Linked DNA regions of Callithrix jacchus: region 2 is linked to region 1. The links are chromatin contacts, called in public Hi-C maps. All regions are on one chromosome and are shown on one strand. Each heading gives the region's core, a stretch centred on a gene start, on an enhancer-like site or on the middle of the called end of the contact. The rest is flanking DNA. Distances are from core to core; before and after follow the strand shown.

The links. A called contact is a pair of places that touch in the nucleus more often than the background predicts.
Region 2: a contact with region 1 is called in a Hi-C map of induced pluripotent stem cells, with 2.1 times the contacts expected there. The contact joins the enhancer-like site here to the promoter of GMNN in region 1. A contact is called at or near these places in 3 of 3 Hi-C or Micro-C datasets (induced pluripotent stem cells and skeletal muscle).

What each region holds. Positions count from the first base shown.
Region 1 is chr4:5,953,901-5,956,600 of calJac240_pri, reverse strand. It overlaps GMNN (geminin DNA replication inhibitor), which reads left to right and starts at 1,285. Exons shown (of 7, transcript XM_008993884.5): 1 at 1,285-1,544.
Region 2 is chr4:6,126,470-6,129,169 of calJac240_pri, reverse strand. It overlaps KIAA0319 (KIAA0319 ortholog), which reads right to left. Exons shown (of 22, transcript XM_078368194.1): 6 at 1,496-1,594; 7 at 176-273. All of the region lies in intron 1 of LOC118152733 (a long non-coding RNA gene), which reads left to right. Among named protein-coding and RNA genes, the nearest start is that of KIAA0319, 63 kb to the right of the region's middle. Within about 2 kb of position 1,284, at least 2 of the 16 cell types and tissues checked have an H3K27ac peak or open chromatin away from gene starts, as enhancers often do.

The DNA.
Region 1 (2,700 bases), core at 36-2,535:
CAATGTATTATCTGCTTTATAAATATAATTTCTTCTTCTTCTTCCTTTTTTTTTTGTTGTTTTTTGAGACAGAGTATTGCTGTCACCCAGGCTGGAGTGCAGTGGTGTGATCTCTGCTCACTGCAACCTCCACCTCCTGGGTTCAAGGGATTTTCCTGCTTCAGCCTCCCGGGTAGCTGGGATTACAGGCGTGAACCACCACGCTGGCTAATTTTTGTATTTTTAGTAGAGACAGAGTTTCACCAAGTTGGCCAGGCTGATCTCGAACTTCCCCGTGAGAATGATACTCCCATGAAAAGTTCAGAAATGGGAAAACAGCCTTGTGCTAATATCTGTGGTAGTTGTAAACAAAAGCTCTGACTGGACTCCAGTGTGCCCAAACGTACTATGTTCACAGGGCACTCGTCTGATAATTTTTTTTTCAGTCTCGCTCTGTTGCCTAGGCTGGAGTGCAGTGGCCAGATCTCGGCTCACTGCAACTCCACCTCCCGGGTTCAAGCGATTCTCCTGCCTCCGCCTCCCGAGTAGCTGGGATTACAGGCGTCAGTCACCACGTCCAGTTAATTTTTATATTTTTAGCAGAGACATTTCTTCATGTTGGTCAGACTGGTCTCGAACTCCTGACCTCAGGGGCTCCACCGGCCTCGGGCTCCCAAGGTGCTGGGATTACAGACGTGAGCCACCGTGCCCGGCCGAGAATTTTATTCAATAAGGAAAGGCTAAACGTAATTATTACCAAGTTTTTTCTGCTCCTTTAACTTGCAACAGCAGTTGTAATTTCAGTGCCTAGAACAGCAGTAACTGGCACGTAGTAGGCGCTCCGTGAACAGCAGCAGGATTAAGCGATCGCGGTCTCCCTGAACCATTGCGATTGCACTACGACATAGTCAAAACACAAAAAATCAAAATATAAAAGTTCCTAGTACGAGTCCGTGGAGCCAGAGCTTCACACAAATACATGTCGTGCACTACACATTAATACATATATGAAAATTCAGTATTTTGTCCTTCCGGTGTTAACGACTAATGGAGGCAAATCTCTCCGCCTTTGGTTAAGGGCTAAAACTTTGCATTTTAAGGAAGTTCCGAGCGCAGGATCGGAGGGGCGGGTCAAAGAAAACAGACCTCCCAGCCTGCGCCGTCCTCTAGTGCACGCTACCGCTGACCGCGCAGACGCAGGAAGGGGCGGGGCGGAGGGGAGAGGCCATTCGCGGGATTCTGAAGGCCCCGCCCCTCGTCTGCGTCGGGTGGTCACGTGGTTGTCCCGAGCGGGCGAGCGAAGTTAGAAGGTCTATACTGCAGCGAGCGTCGGACACTCCAGCGACCGTGGGGATCAGCGTTGGTGAGCTGCGGCCTTTTTCGAGGTGCCGCTGCCACAGCCACCTGCGTCCGTTACGAGGATTGAGCGTCTCCACCCCGTCAGTGTGAAAGAGGTGGCAGGAGGTGGGTACGCAGGGGCGCAAAGCGTACGGCCCCTAGAAGCCTCGTTTTCGCTCCTGCCAGCAGCTGAAGCCTCCTCTGACAGCTGCGGGGCCACGGCAGGGGTAAGGGCCGAGGGGTTGTTGAACGGTCGCGGCAGCCGGGGCGGGGTAGGGAGGCGACTCTAGGGACTGCCTCATTGGCTGGGTCGGTTTTGGCGCGCTCTCACTTCCGCGCTCCCGATTGGTTGGCGGGCGTCGTTCCCGAGGCGCGCGCCGCGATTGGTAGGCTCGGGCGCGCGGGACCGCACCGCCCGCCCCCTCGCCCGGCGCTCCGGGACTAGCTGGCTGGGTCCGGGCTTAGGGACTCAGCCTGGGCGCGCGTGGCTGTGGGGATGAGGCGGAACATCCCGTCCTCTTGGCAGTTAAGTGGCCGGTCCTGATCTGAGGGGTCTGTAAATCTGGCTCACGGGAAAAGGTCGCTGAGTCCTGCGTCTCCCATTCAGCGGATACCGGCGTTGTTGATAACGGGTTTCGCACGGACCCTGTCCTGCGCCAGGGTTTTAAGGTAGCTGTTAAAGGGACTGGAGAGTGACAGGCAAGTACGGGGCGGGAAAGCTGTCAAGGGTTAGGCTGACTCGGTGAGTGGTTCTCAGCTTCTTTCATGCTCACGTACGTTTGACATCGCAGCCGTGTAACCGAGTGAGGCGCAGATCGCGGCAGGATTTCTCGTCTCCGTTCTTATCGGCTGCACGTTTCTGAGCAGGGCGGCTCACGGCTCACTCAGTAATCCCGAGATCCCCGCCCGGGGCCCGCGCCCCGCAGCTGGAAGAACGTTGCCCGGGGTCTGTTTACTGGGGCCCAAACAACATTTTCTTAACATGAAATAAAGTGGAAAATGGCAGGATGCCCCTACAAAGTAGATGGTTTGGTTTCCTAAGCTGTTTTGTTGTTGTTGTTGTTTGTTTCTTTTTTTTTTTTTTTTTTTTTTTTTTGCTTTGTTTGTTTTTGACACGGGATCTCGCCCTGTCATCCTGGCTGGGGTGCAGCGGTGGGATCCCGGCTCACTGCAACCTCCGCCTCCCGGGTTCCAGCGATTCCCCTGCGTTAGCCTCCCGAGTAGCTGGGACTGCAGGCACACACCGACACGTGGCTAACTTTTGTGTTTGTAGCAGAGGCGGAGTTTCACTCTGTTGGCTAGGCTGGTTTCGAACTCCTGTCCTCAGGTGATGCGCCCGCCCCGGCCTCCCGAGGTGCTGGGATTACAGATGGGAGCCACGAC
Region 2 (2,700 bases), core at 35-2,534, 170 kb before region 1:
GTGAGCCGAGATCGTGCCACTGCACTCCAGCCTGGGTAATGAGAGCGAAACTCCGTCTCAAAAAAAAAAGAAAAGAAAGAAAGATGTTTGGGTTCCACAGCTGAGAAGGTCTTAATTAACTGAGCTCTATGCCGTACGCTGTGCTGTCTAACACAACCCATCTGCAGTTACTTACTTGAGAGAGGGTAAGAGTTTGCATGCGTCCTTGTTTTATTTCACCTCGGTAGTCTATGGGGTGGCTTATTAAACTCCATTCATAGTTGTAGGTTGTTTCTGAGAGCAAAAAATAAATATGAGTAGTTATGAATTCTGAGAGGTCACTGGGCAACGTGGGCAGAGGGCCAATGTTGGCCTTAAAACCACCAGCACAGATTTCCTTAGATATACTAAACTCTGCTTTCTTCTAACTTATATATTTTTTGTTTATTTGTTTATATCCCCTCAGTTTTGCTATCATCTTAGGAACTTGATTTTCAACTCTCAGCCAGGTAAAGAATAACATGTATCTACTTAATATAAAATTTCTTTTTTTGTTACAAAAGCATACAACTTACAGGAATTTTTTTAATGTATAAAGTTAAAAATAAAGCTCCCTAACTTGACCATTAGTATTTGATGACTTTTTTCCTAGGGTTCTACATCTGATGACCCAATCAGTTTTAACATAGTATAACGCACTGTGCTTTTCTCTTTTTAACAAAAGGCAAGGAGACTTCAGTTCATTTGATCTGTTGTAGGGGTTTATTATTTAAGGACATGAAAACAGAGTATAAACATGTCTCTGTGAAGACAAAATTGTCTCCCACCTTAAGATGTTAGTAAAGTATAAGGTACCTCATCTCAAAGGATTCACATGCAAATGCCAAATATTGTCATCTCTGTTTATAAAAATTTGACCCATATGTTATGGAGAAAAAAATGAATCAAGGAACTAACCCAAATGAGAAATAGTCAAACACCTTAAGAATGAGTCTACCTTAAAAACAATGCATTTGGCAGGCCACAGGTCCCAGGTCAAATGTTCACTGAATGGTAGAGGACTGGACAAGTAGAAGAAAGAGCACTGTGAATAAATCTTTCTGAGCAACTAGTGTGAGGTATCCTGAGAACCTCAGAGCCACGACTGTCAACACCACGGCATCTGCGAACAGACCTATGGGTGCGCACCACTTCCCTCCCATTCCAGTGGAATCTTCCCAGGTTCTACAGGTTATTATCACAGGTCAAGAACTGGTACGTGGCAGCCTGTCCTGCTCTGCTTTCCACCATCAGAAATGTATGACTTTCCATCCTGGCCAATTAGACGGTATCTACTGTATTTAATGTCCTAGGCTCTTACTGCACTTTAAACTGTTTCAACAAACGTTGATGCTTAGGGTAATCAATGCCTTGTCTTCCACCTTCGTTTGCCACGTTGTGCGACGTTGTGAAACAGAATCGCGTTGTAAACAGCGTGTCAGTTCCCAGTGGTGAGGGAGGAAGGTTAAACTCTCACCTGCAGGTGGCGCTGGCGCGACAAAGGCCTTCAGTTCAACTTGATTGTCGGGAAAAGTTATTATTAAGTTATCTCCAGCCGATACCGTAAGTTCTTTCACTAAAAGTTAATTAGAAATGATACATGCAATTATATAACATAATGATGTTGCATTACTGTTCTACAATAGATCTGTTTTTAGTATCCATAACATAAAATGGCATATGCTTTTGTAATAGTTCTTCATAAGATTTTAGCTAAGGCACGTTTTTCCTGTCTAGAAACTGAACTGTGCCCTATGTTATAGCGCAGGGCTTTAAACCACATATACGAGTTGGCACTGTGACAAAAATGATGATTCAAATGGACTGAGCAACGTGTTGGGTGACAAGAGTCGCGTGAAACAGGTCTCACACAATTGTGCATTGGGTCCATTTTCTCCCTTGCTCCCAGCTTTTCTTGACTCCCTGGTCTTAGCTATTTTTAGTTAGAAAAAGACTGACTGTGATTCCTAAGTGTTTCTGTCTCCTTAGTCCTACTGCACTCGGTTCTCAGGAGTCACTGCTGATGGCCTTGTACTTGGAACCTTTCCAAAACAAAATCCAGTCGCCCTCAATATAAAGAGGCTGTTTTAACTTGAGCAGCAGGAACATGAACTCATCCAAAGTGCTTATCCGCCAAGTGAGCATTCGGAACAATACTTGCTTACTTTCTCTATAACCAGGACTACACTGATCTAGTCATCAATTCTGTCGGTTTGAGTCCACTAGACATTAGTGTCACTTGTAAAATATATTGCGGCATGTCCAGATACTACATAGAGAACAATCAAAGACTTTTTTAAAAAAAAAAAAAAAGGCTGAGTGCTCTGCAGAGGGACCCCTGCTAGGAGTGGACGGGCTGCTGGTTTAATCATTTAATCTCCTCCTCTCCTCAGGCCGCAGTCCCTAGATCAGCTGCAGAGGCTCTCAGTGGCTTTGCTAGCTCCTCTCTTGCCACTTTCACTAAGTCTTTGCCCTGAAAGTCAGGAACTATAGACCTAGAAGGAACATTGACCCAAACCTATCATGTCACAGATGGGGAGATTAAATCCTAGAAGGGCAAAGTTGTCCAAGGCTATGGATAATTAGCAATAGGTCCACCAATATTTAATCAATTTAAAGGTACTTATTTCAATAAACACTTATATACCAGATTAAACTGTGCCAGGCATTGTCCCAAGGGCT